Regions from separate parts of the Mus musculus genome. Here region 1 is linked to region 2. The links are chromatin contacts, called in public Micro-C maps. All regions are on one chromosome and are shown on one strand. Each heading gives the region's core, a stretch centred on a gene start, on an enhancer-like site or on the middle of the called end of the contact. The rest is flanking DNA. Distances are from core to core; before and after follow the strand shown.

Region 1 (5,480 bases), core at 1,454-3,953, 140 kb after region 2:
GCTGTGTAAGACTACAACAACGCCAATGGTTGTTAAGCCCTTACCAAGGCAAAAAGGGATGTTACCAGCGGACGCTGGACGGCTCACCACCCACAGATGAGAACGTAGGCACCCACATAGGGTATTAGGAACTGTTCATCAGCCAGAAACTGAGCTCCATGCAAGTGCACTCAGCTTGGAAACTCGTCTAAACTAGGCTATTTTGTGTTCAAACTTTAGAAGTTTAAAAATAAAGTACTTTTTGCATCCTAAGTTGCCAATAAAAAGATCAAGTTATTTTGACATTTTTCTACCTAGTAGGGACTTAAATCAGAAGAGCAGTGTCAGGAGCAGTCTCTTCCTGGGACCTGCTGCCTTCTCTAAAAGGGCTTCCACTCAGGAAAGAAGTCCCTCTAAAGGCCCAGGTTGCCTAGCAGAGGCCCCCAGAGGGCCTTGGCTTTGCCCTAAACAGGTCTGGTGTTGTAGGATATAGCTCTAAGCCAGGTCCTGGTCCTGACCCCAGCCACACCCTTTCACTCAGCAGTGCAGGGACATGCGCTCGCTGCTGTCTAGATGTTACCACACACACCTCTGCTGAGGCCAGGTCTCAGCTTGTCCAGGGGTTGCTGATCCAGCTTAAGCGACTGGAGAGCTAAGTGTTTCTCTCCTGGTTTGAATTCTGTCTGGTCCATGCCTGCTTCAGGGAGAGCAAGCAGGTGTGCAGTGCTGGCCTTAGGATGTGGTTGTCAAGTGATAGACTGGAAGTCCAATGCTCTGGACTTGGCTCACAGCTCTTTGTTGGTGTGTAACTGTCTTTGTAAGGGTGGTTCTGACAGCTGTTGGGATTTCCCCATTTCATGTCAGTACATACATGTCAGCTGTGAGGACAACAGCAACAGGAGACATGCTCTTGATAGACATGCCACTTCAGCTAAAGCTAGCCTCTGCTTCTTGCATGTGGCCCGCTGTGTGACACCAGGCCATCCCTGGTCACTCACTCACTCGTGGTCTGAGGATCTCAGAGCTGCCTGCTGTCATGGACTGAAGCCAGCATAGCCACCTCCCACCTAGCTCTCCACAGGCACCCACCTTTCCTGCATACAGCTGTCTTTGCTAACCCTCAATGTTTATTCACACCATTTCCCAATATCAGCCCCCTAGTCCCTCCACATACATACAACTCTTCCCTATTCCTCCTTCCCTTATCCTCTGAGAAGTGAGCACGCCCCTCACTTATACTACCTCACCTTAGGCCAAACAAGGATGCCAAGCCAGGGGAACTGGATCTACAGGCAGGCAACAGGTTCAAGGACATCCTCTGCTCCAGTTGTTAGGGGATCTGGATGAAGACCAAGTTGTACATCTGGTACATGTATTCCACTATTAATATCTATCTACTTTGTCTTTTCATAGTATTCCATATTTCCCCATAATTTTTGCTATAGACTTTTATTATTTTTAACATTTTCTCTGACGAGGGTATCCATTTTTTCTATCTGTTCTTTAACACCTGAGATACTATTTTCCATGTCTTCTACTCTGATGTTGAGTTTCCTCTAAGGTTTTTTTGTTGACTTCCTAATTCTTTTATTATCACTTTTATTTCAAATTGGGTTTTCTTTAGTGCTTCAATTTCTTCATTAAATTCTATTTTTCACATCACGAATAGTTTCCATTCAACTCTTTGTGCTTTCATAATAACTTTTAGATGTGACCTCTTTATTAAAGAAGATAAGCCCATTTTCTAAGCTGTGGATAGACACAGGGGTAATTATATAAGTCATGTCTTATATCTGGGGGATTTTATGTACACTCGAGTGTGTGTGTGTGTGTATGTGTGTGTGTGTGTGTGTGTGTGCTGTAAATCCAAAGATGAAAGAAGAAAGATCATTCACCCAAATCATTATGGCCAAATTAATTTTTAAAAGCAATTAATTAAAGCAAGCTTTTTAATTCACATGCTCGGGCTGCCTCCCCCTAAGGTAGGGTTTGAGAAGTCAGTATCAGATGCGAAGGAAACAAGGCTTTTATACCTCAGGAGCAGGGAAGTTTCTCAATGGGGAAATATAGGTGAATTCACAATAGCAGAATATAACAGGTGGTCAAAAAAAGGTGATCATGAAAGGTAGTCATAACAAGGTAGTCATAAGTAGTCTTATAACCTTTTGAAACAAAGGTAGGATTATAAGATGGTTATAAATAACGTTTGAAAGGAAGGCATGATTGCTATTCCTGAAACAAACAGCATGGAACCATTTATAGTTAAAGTTACAGATTGGGAATCATCCAATATGGAGGCAGGCTAGTTCGTTCTTTCTTTCTCTCTCTCTCTCTCTCTCTCTCTCTCTCTCTCTCTCTCTCTCTCTCTCTCTCTCTCCCTCTGTGTGTGTGTGTGTATAAAATTTTAATCTCAGTTATATCTTTCTGCTGGATGTTTAAAGTCTTGTAGGTAACCAAAATTATTCTTTGTTTTTGTCCTGTTAGGGTCAATTGTAGACCAAGTCCTTAGGTGATCTGTATTGACTGGTTTTTGTGTGTGTTTGTCAACTTGACACTAGTTAAAGTTATCAGAAAGGAAGGACCTATGCTTGAGGAAATGCCTCCATGAGATCCAGCTGTAAGGTATTTTCTCAATTAGTGATTAACAGGGGAGGGCTCAGTCCATTGTGGGTGGTGCCATCCCAGGGCTGGTTTTCCTTGATTCTATAAGAATCCAGGCTGAGCAAGCCATGGGAAACAAGCCAGCAAGCAGCAACCTTTCATCACCTCTGCATCAGTTCCTGCCTCCAGCTTCTAGCCCTGCTTGAGTTCCTGTCCTAATTTGCTTCACTGTTGGATTATGATGTGAAAGTGTAAGCCAAATACACCCTTTTCTCCCCAACTTGTTTTTTGGCCATGGTGCTTTGTCACAGCAACAGAAACCCTAAGACAAAGTCATTTGGTCTCTGGAGGCATCTCTGACTCCTCAAACCTTTCTTTACCATCTGTCTATCTATGAGAGAATAAGTTAAAGGTCTTGTTTAGCCAGGCTCTATCTGTCCATAGAAGTACTGAGAGAATCTCTCCTCTGAGTTTCCCTCCTTTTCATAGATAGGATAGTGATTAACTGAGTGCGCTCTCCATGTTCTCCTTGAACAAGAGAACAGGTGACTTCTTACAGTTCCAGAATCCTTATAGGGTTGGTCCACAATCCCCTGGGGCCTCACTAATCTTAGAGAGCAAAAGGAAAATATTCTCTTTTATTCTCTATAAGCATGTTAGAATAACCTACAAGTATGGTTATTAAATACCTGAGACCAGTTATACCAGCCTGTAGGAAGATTTGCTTTAATTCTTTCCCTAATTCTTTCCCTAATTGTTGATTGGCTAATTATAGACAAAAGCCAATCACTGGGCAAAGATATGGAGAAGAGATTTTCAGAGCAGGACAGGAAGAGAAAGAGGGATGTTGCAGACATAAAGGTTTCCGGAGGCACCTATAGATTATGGTCTCTGCAACCTGCGGAGGCCACGGAAGTTGGGGCAGGATATTCTTCACCCAGCAGTTGTACCATCTGGCTTTTTTTCCGCCTGCCTCTGCCTCCCAAGTGCTGGGATTAAAGGTGTGTGCTACCACTGCTCGGCCTGGCTGGGTTTTTTTTTTGTTTGTTTGTTTGTTTGTTTGTTTTGGGTTTTTGAGACAGGGTTTTTCTGTATAGCCCTGGCTGTCCTGGAACTCACTCTGTAGATCAGGCTGGCCTCGAACTCAGAAATCCACCTGCCTCTGCCTCCCAAGTGCTAGGAATAAAGGCGTGTGCCACCACCGCCCGGCGGTCTGGCTGGTTTTATAGTGTTAAAACTGTCTAGTGTCTTCAATTTGTGGGATTAAGTTGGGCTGGAAGAGGAAACGGGCAGCTGGAGGATGGGCACGAAGGAACAGGCAGTTTCTCGAGAAAAAACACAAGCTAGTTATTTGTTGGAGCTGAGCCAGCCTGGGGCAGACACTGACAGAGCTGGCTCTGGGGTGGTTGGCTGGTGAGAGAGTGATTTCAGAGCTCTGGCTTGGGAAAGCTAGCCAAGATAAAGAGACAGCCCGGTAGAGCTCGGGCTGGCTAAGGTGATGCACACACCGGGCAGACACTGGCAGAGCTGGCTGCCAGTGATACAAAACAAAATAAAAGTAGGCAGGAAAAGATGTTTGAGAAAACGATGAAATATCATAGGGTAATACAGGAAAGGTTCCCGGGTAAGGTGTAATTTCAGCTGAATATCTTATAGAACCAGAAGAGGATGCCATAGAGGTATTTGCCGCAAACATAGCGGATGTTCAAGTGAAGGTAGGGCAGAATTTGCAGCAAGCCTGGCACTGCCCCTTATGAAATCAAAACACTGTGATTGTAGCAGTTACATGCATCCCATTGGCGGCTGTCCAGGAAGTGCTCCCCTCTCACCTGAGTAAAATAGGCTGTAGGGTCATTTGTAGTTCAGTCAATGTGCTACTGCAAAACTCAGGCATCTTAGGACACTTCAAAGCCTCTGAGTAGTCAGGCTGGCTGCTCTGGGTGCTAATCCTTCAATCAAGGCAGCTGTGGCAGCGCTGAGGGTTTAAGGACTGTTAGGAGGCAAATTATCCCCACCCCCAACATCTTCGCTTTCCTAAGAAAAACATTACAGTAAAGGAGGTGTTTACAATAAAGTCTTTTCACTATCATAAACAGTGATTTTGTATTTAGTACTATTTAACTAAGAATACAATACTCCTATTCCAGTGCCCTTAGAAAGAGGTGATTCCCTTCTAACCTTTCTCAGCTGAAGGTTTAGAGTATGCATTGTCATTAGTGTAAATGAAGCAGGAGCAGAGAGAAGGCAAAGTCCAGACTGAAGAAAGGTACTCCAGTGGGAAGGACCAGAAAAGAGAAATATGGACCCTGATTGTCCTAATATTACATCACTTGTTTTATGTAAATTCTTGCTGTACGGAGTTCTGTCTGTTATAGATACCGCATTTTTAAAATCCATTCTCTTGCTGTTGAGCATTTTTGTTTAAATTCTAGTTCACAGCTATTATGATTCTAGTTTCCATGACCAAAGCATAATGAGTACAGTGTTGGCGGTGATCGCTGGCTGTGTGTAAGGAAATATGGTATAGCTCTGAGATAGGATTCCATTATGTAGCTCGGGGAGAAATGGAACATGCAGTTTCCCTGGCACTCATCCTTCCGTTGATGCCGTAACCAACCTTGCCTGGTATAAGTTACTTATATTGTTTATATAGCTTTAATGAACATTACTCAAATGTTAGGGTAGATGGGCTAACTAAATTCCCATCAGCCTCCTTTGAATAATCTCAGCATTTATGATTGCTATCATTTTCATTTTAGCTAAATCATGTGTGTATAATAGGATTTTACTGTGACTTTTTAAAAAAACATTTGTCATAATTTAAAAAGTTTAACATTGTTTATTGATCACCTTTCTCTTCTTTTGTGGAGGGACTAAACAATTTGCCACCCATTTTCCAA
Region 2 (5,771 bases), core at 1,679-4,178:
GCATGAATTTTTGGTGAGCTTTCTTTTCTCACTTTTACCACTTTTCAAAGCAAATTCAGTTTGCTTTCCTGGGTTTGTAAACTGTAGTGACCTCAGAGCTTTAGCAGTCCTTCCATCTGACTCGGGTTTCCATCTCTGGCGGTCATCTGAATCAACATCCACACTTCCATTGGTAATCTGGGTACATTTTGGACAAAGCTTTCAACCAGGTACGAATTGTCCCCCAAACTTTGTGCTCATAAAAGTGACATCATCTAAGTCAGTTACATGCAGATTCTTTTGAGCTAGCTTCTTGTGTAAGTTAAATGAGTCACAAGTAATTTCTGCAACTCTTCAAATCTGTCAATATACATTTTTACATGATGGAGACAAATTGTATTATTCCCAGAATGTATCATTCCAGTTCTAAGCTGAAGTGAAAACATGTCATTTTTGATGACAACTTTTTCAATGTCTTGAGTATAAAAGGCTTTATGGCAGTCATGTGTGGTACAAAGCTGGACTCCAACTGAACACAGATCCATTGTCCTTGAATCTATCAATTTTCCCGTTTTATTTTGTCTAGAAATCTCTTTGATAGGTTAACCCTCTCAGCACCTGGGAGGCTGAATGATCAGAAACTCAAGATCATCCTCAGCTACTTCCCTGGAGGCCAGTCTGAGCTAGAAAAGTCGTACGGCCCAGCCGACTTGAGCTGCCACGGGTTCTCCATTGGGCTCCGGAAGCACCATGTCTTTAAAGTAAGTTTTTAATCACATACATTTGTGGCATATGTTCGTGACCCATGTGCACATCGCAGAACATGTTTGGAGGTCAGAGGAAAACTAGGAGTCAATTCTGTCCTACCACTTGGGTCTTAGGGATCTAGTTCTGGTCTTGAGGCTTGGCAGTAAGCATGTTTACTCACTGAGCCATCCTGGTTCCCCTTTGATGTTTTGTTTTGTTTTAACATCTATAAGTATAAATACTTTGTTTGAATAATGAAAATTAATTTATCAGTTATTTTAGCAATTCTACAGTTATTTCTCAGTGGTAGAATTGCTCATTTTGATATCATATTCTTGTATTTTCAATTTACACACTATAAGAAATTATTTACTGAATGTAAATTTTTATCAGTAAAAAACTATGGATGCTAAATGGTAAGCTTACCTAAACAACTCATCTAATAATCCCATTAATGATGTTGTGACACTGATATGCAATGTTGGAACTGGCCATAAAAAGTTTTTAGAGTGCTTCATCCATTTCTTATTATTTATGATTAATTTCTATGGTCGATTATAGTAGCTATCCATAGCTAAAGTGAAAACTGATACCACCTTTTAGAAATCAATTGGCAATATATAGTCTTTTTAAAATTTAGAAGTATTTAAAAGGCTTATGCCCTTCACACAGTATTAGCTACTTTCAAAGTGGAGAGGGGAGCAATCTGCAGTAAATTGACTACTGACTTGGGCACAATTAAATTGGTGAGATTATATAGGAGAGAGTGGAAAATGACATAATTCAACATATTCCATCTTTTGAAAGACCCACAACATGAGGACTCCCCCATGTTCTGACTCAGGAGAGGCGACACCCCAAATCACTCACCAGAAACTGTCTCGCTGCAAACTGCAAGAGGACTTTTAATTCAAGAGTGCTCACAGTCATACACCATGCAGGGGTAGAAGACCATGGCGCCCTGAGTAGCTGGGTAAAGGGGTATTTAAAGGAAGAAACCACAACTCAAGGAGGTGGGGAGGGCATTGTTGGAAAATACCAAAAATACCAGTTAAGAGTCACAAAGAAGTGCAGTCACAAGAGTCACAAGGAATACCTGGTAATTGTGGGGATTATTTCTCAAGACAGTTTCTAAGAGCCCCTAACAATAGCACATTTGCATAGCGGGTTCCAGCAATGGTCAGGGTGGGTCAGGGTGACTTTCTTTGAATGAACACTCCTTGAACCCAGGAAGCTGGTGGGTGGAGGAATATTGCTGTTTTATGATTAGCATCCCTTGGAGCATTGAGTCATAGAGGTCACATTCTCAAGCCTGGGCCTAAAGGCCTAGAATTTTGCTTTTACGTTATATTTTTTCACATTCATAACAATGACTATAAATGACTTAACAATGGCATAAAATGAAAATTCTATTAGCTTAAATAAATACATTATATTTTTTGTTGTAACACATAAGTTTGATATTTCTAGGCATAAAAAGAGATACAGAAAATGAGAATACTTTTATTATTGGGATTAGGAAGGTTGTGAATAGATCTTCATTAATAAACTTGGGATTATTGGTAAATTACAACTACTTTCCGTCATCAAAACAGTCTGCTATTTCAAAAGCATCATATAGAAAGCATGTGCTGAGGACCATACTGTTTGCAAGTTGCCTATTAATGTAATAATGTGTTTTGCACACTAAAAATGTCACAAGACCTACTGAAAGATTGAATGTAGGTTACGTGATGACTAACGTGAAATTTCAATTTAGAATTGTGATTGACTCTAGGACTGCACTCAAAACATAATTTTGCTCATTCTAAAGTCCTGTCTTTGTAAGACGACTTAACCTCAATTTTTGGTAACTGACGCAGTTCTAGAGGAGCATAAGAGCATAGGTTCTGACGCTGCATAAACCTGGACCGAGGGACCGGGAAAAGGGGCGGACCTCACCCCTCAATTACCCTCTGGCAAGCGACCGCGGCTGCGCAGTGAACTCGGCGTGCCGCGCAACACAAAGCACGCCGGGAGAATGCGGGGTGGAACACAAAGAGATCGCCGCTCGCCGAGTCTTCCGCTTCCTCCCCTGGTGTCTCATCTATAACTGTCCGGATCCACCCGACTGTGCTCACCTGTGGCAGTCCGGTAGGAAATCTGTCCACCGCCCGACGCTGGCCCGTCTTCCGGTCTCTTCTGCGCCTGTGCAACCGGAACGTTCGGGAAAATTCCTGAAGCAGTACCGGCGGCTTCCGGAAGCTAGCTGCGGCCTGAACAGTAGTGCTGGTGATTGCTGCGGTGATTCACTTCTAGTCCCGGGTGGTGTGGATTTCGCCGAGAAGACGGAATGGCGCTCTTGTGTTACAACCGCGGCTGTGGCCAGCGTTTCGACCCAGAGGCCAACTCGGACGGTAAGGAGGACCGTGGCCGGCAGCTTTCTCCAGGCCTCCCTCTCCGGACCCTTGGCCTCCTTCACCTGGCTTCACCTCTTGCGGTCCCCCGGAGCCTCCCAGCTCTCTCACCCTCTCTGGGAGCGCAGGGCCGGGCGCTTCGGTGTCCCCGGCGCCCCTCATTCCTCAGTGGGCATCCCCTGCACTTGCTCAATTCTAGGCTATCCAGACCCGGTTTACACTGTCACCGCCGTGATTCCTGGGCCTAAGAGGTATAAAGAGGTGCACACTATTAGACTTCTTGTTGCGTTTGAGTACTAGTGGAAAGCGTGTTGTCACTTGTCAAATTACTTGCTTTTTAAAAAACCGTGCTGGGCTCCGGAAATGACTGTTACACATCCGTTCCACAATAACGTTTTCGGCATACTTTTACTGGGGCCTGCAGTTTTAAACTACGCTATTCCAGCATAAAATGATCCCCAAGTGCTGTTCCAAAAGCCAGTGTGGTCAAATTTGGAATGCACAATGAAAGCAAGCACCTATGCTGGGTGAAACCAGAGGTGTGAATGAATCTCATTATTGAGTGGAGTATTTATGCAGATAACTGGGCTATTGCAGGAATAAACAACACTTACCTCCGATTCATCTAGTATGTATAGTATGGTCTTTATATCCATTCATATATACTCATTATATAACTGAACCACACTGAAGTATTTCATCACAGACTGGAACACCACGTGTTAATAACACAGTTCAGCTTTGTAAAAGAGGTTAAGACCAGTTCCTTAGATAATGATCTTGGTACACAAGTAAACTGGTAGCTTCTTTCAAAATGAGACTGGGACAGGATTTAAAGGGAAAGATGCAGCGAAGCCAGTGTATGAACACACGTTTAACTGTCATGATATGTACATATTCTACTTCAGTACTGAATACATTGATGCATTGTAGCCTGAGGCAATATTTTTAGGGTACTAAATTCCTGACCAAAGTTCAGGAGAGATACCAGCTTGTTGTTGGAAGTTTATCTGTCTTTGTGTGTGTGAAATGGAACCATAGGCTAGGAAAGCCACGAAAAAATAGACAGTCATCAATTTGGGGCACATACATCAAGGGAACACCAGTCAGCCGACCAAATGGGGAAGTGTTTTAGAAAGTAGGGATGAATGCCAAGTAAATTGGTTGAATGAGTGGCAGTTGATAACACTGGATTTAGGAGAAAGCTTTTTAGAATGGGAATCATTTGACTTTACACATTAAAATTACAAATTAAAAGATTAGTGCAGAATATACCAATATTTCTGGTTTTCAAGGAGTACAGTGATAGATGTTTCACTTGTAAGAAGCTGCCAGTCTATATCCAGTCCTCCTGCTCTTAGTGATATGGTATATGTTCCATGCTTATTGTACTTTAAATTCAATTTTAAATGGTTCCCTCTCTACTGCATATCTTTGTGCATACAGGTTTCCATTCTGAACTTCTATATTCTAACTCATTGTACGTAATTAATAGCCTCTTTTTGTTCCATTGCATTAACTACTATTTTGTATACATAGCAGTTACTAAGACTGTAATATTAACTTAGTAGCAGAGGGTAGACAGATCTCACGGCAACACTAGGAATTGAATAGTAGGGAATTAAATTTGGAAGGTTGAGTGAGTTAAGACATTTACAGAAGAATGAAACCTCCTTTCTCTACCCTCATGCCACTGTTGTCAGGAAATAAGTGTGTCTGTTATCTGGTTGTTTTAAACAAAACACTCCACATGCTGGTGGTAATAAATGTATTTTGTATAAGAACAAAATAAATTAAAACTTTTATTCTGTAATGAGGAGAGAGACAGGAAATATAAAATAATAGCACTAATGAAGAAGACTGTAGAAATCTATGATTTGTATCTAGGAATTGGTTAAAATGCTAATTTAGTAATTAGATATTACGGCAGTTACTAAAATGTTGAGGTGGTTTTTTTGGTGGTGGTGGTGGTGGTGAGTTTTTTTTTTTTGTTTGTTTGTTTTGTTTTGTTTTTCCCAAACTCTTTATTAGAGAATTTCTTGGGAAACTTGTGTGGATAGGTTTATAAGTATACTTCAGTTTGCTATTTTCATGAAAAGATAGGGCCAAACAGAAGATGGGGAGGAGTGCTGAGCCTGCTGTCAGCTAGTTACAAACTGGCACAGAGTGGGGAGGGCCTTGGTCCCTTGGGCTAAGCGGAGGGTCTGCTGGCAGTCGGCTGCTGCAGGGGAAGGGGTTGCTTTGCTTCAGGGGCGTGGCTCGCCAGCTGAATATGCATTCAGGCAGCACTAACTGGTTCTAGTGGAGGTAAAGTTCAGGACGAATGAGGTGGGTGGTGGGTGTAGGTAGCATAGCAGGTAAGACTGCTGGCTCTTACTGACATACATTGTATACATGTATGAGATTTTTAGAGAATAAAAAATAATATTGCCAGAATCACTGGAATATAAAGTTTTATTAATAGACAAATTTTACTACAAAAAAATGAAAGAATATAGAGCAGTGGTAGTACTACCAAAATTGCAGTTATGAAGTAGCAACCAAAATACTTTTATAGTTGGTAGTCACCACAACATGAGGGTCACAGCATTAGGAAGGGTAAGACCCCGATACAGAGTATTTCTGAACATTACCCTTTAACAGTACTGG

What was found. A called contact is a pair of places that touch in the nucleus more often than the background predicts.
Region 1: a contact with region 2 is called in a Micro-C map of granulosa cells, with 4 times the contacts expected there. The contact joins the promoter of Mbd3l2 here to the promoter of Chordc1 in region 2. A contact is called at or near these places in 1 of 39 promoter capture datasets (liver), 1 of 484 Hi-C or Micro-C datasets (granulosa cells) and 1 of 9 other capture datasets (adipose tissue).

The regions. Positions count from the first base shown.
Region 1 is chr9:18,427,912-18,433,391 of GRCm38.p6, forward strand. It overlaps Mbd3l2 (methyl-CpG binding domain protein 3-like 2), which reads left to right and starts at 2,704. Exons shown (of 3, transcript NM_144934.3): 1 at 2,704-2,831. It also overlaps the pseudogene Gm5612.
Region 2 is chr9:18,289,339-18,295,109 of GRCm38.p6, forward strand. Chordc1 (cysteine and histidine-rich domain (CHORD)-containing, zinc-binding protein 1) reads left to right here and starts at 2,929. Exons shown (of 11, transcript NM_025844.2): 1 at 2,929-3,122. The coding sequence starts at 3,059. It overlaps Gm51667 (a long non-coding RNA gene), which reads right to left and starts at 3,927. Exons shown (of 4, transcript XR_003948105.1): 1 at 3,737-3,927; 2 at 2,847-3,366. It also overlaps the pseudogene Gm7692.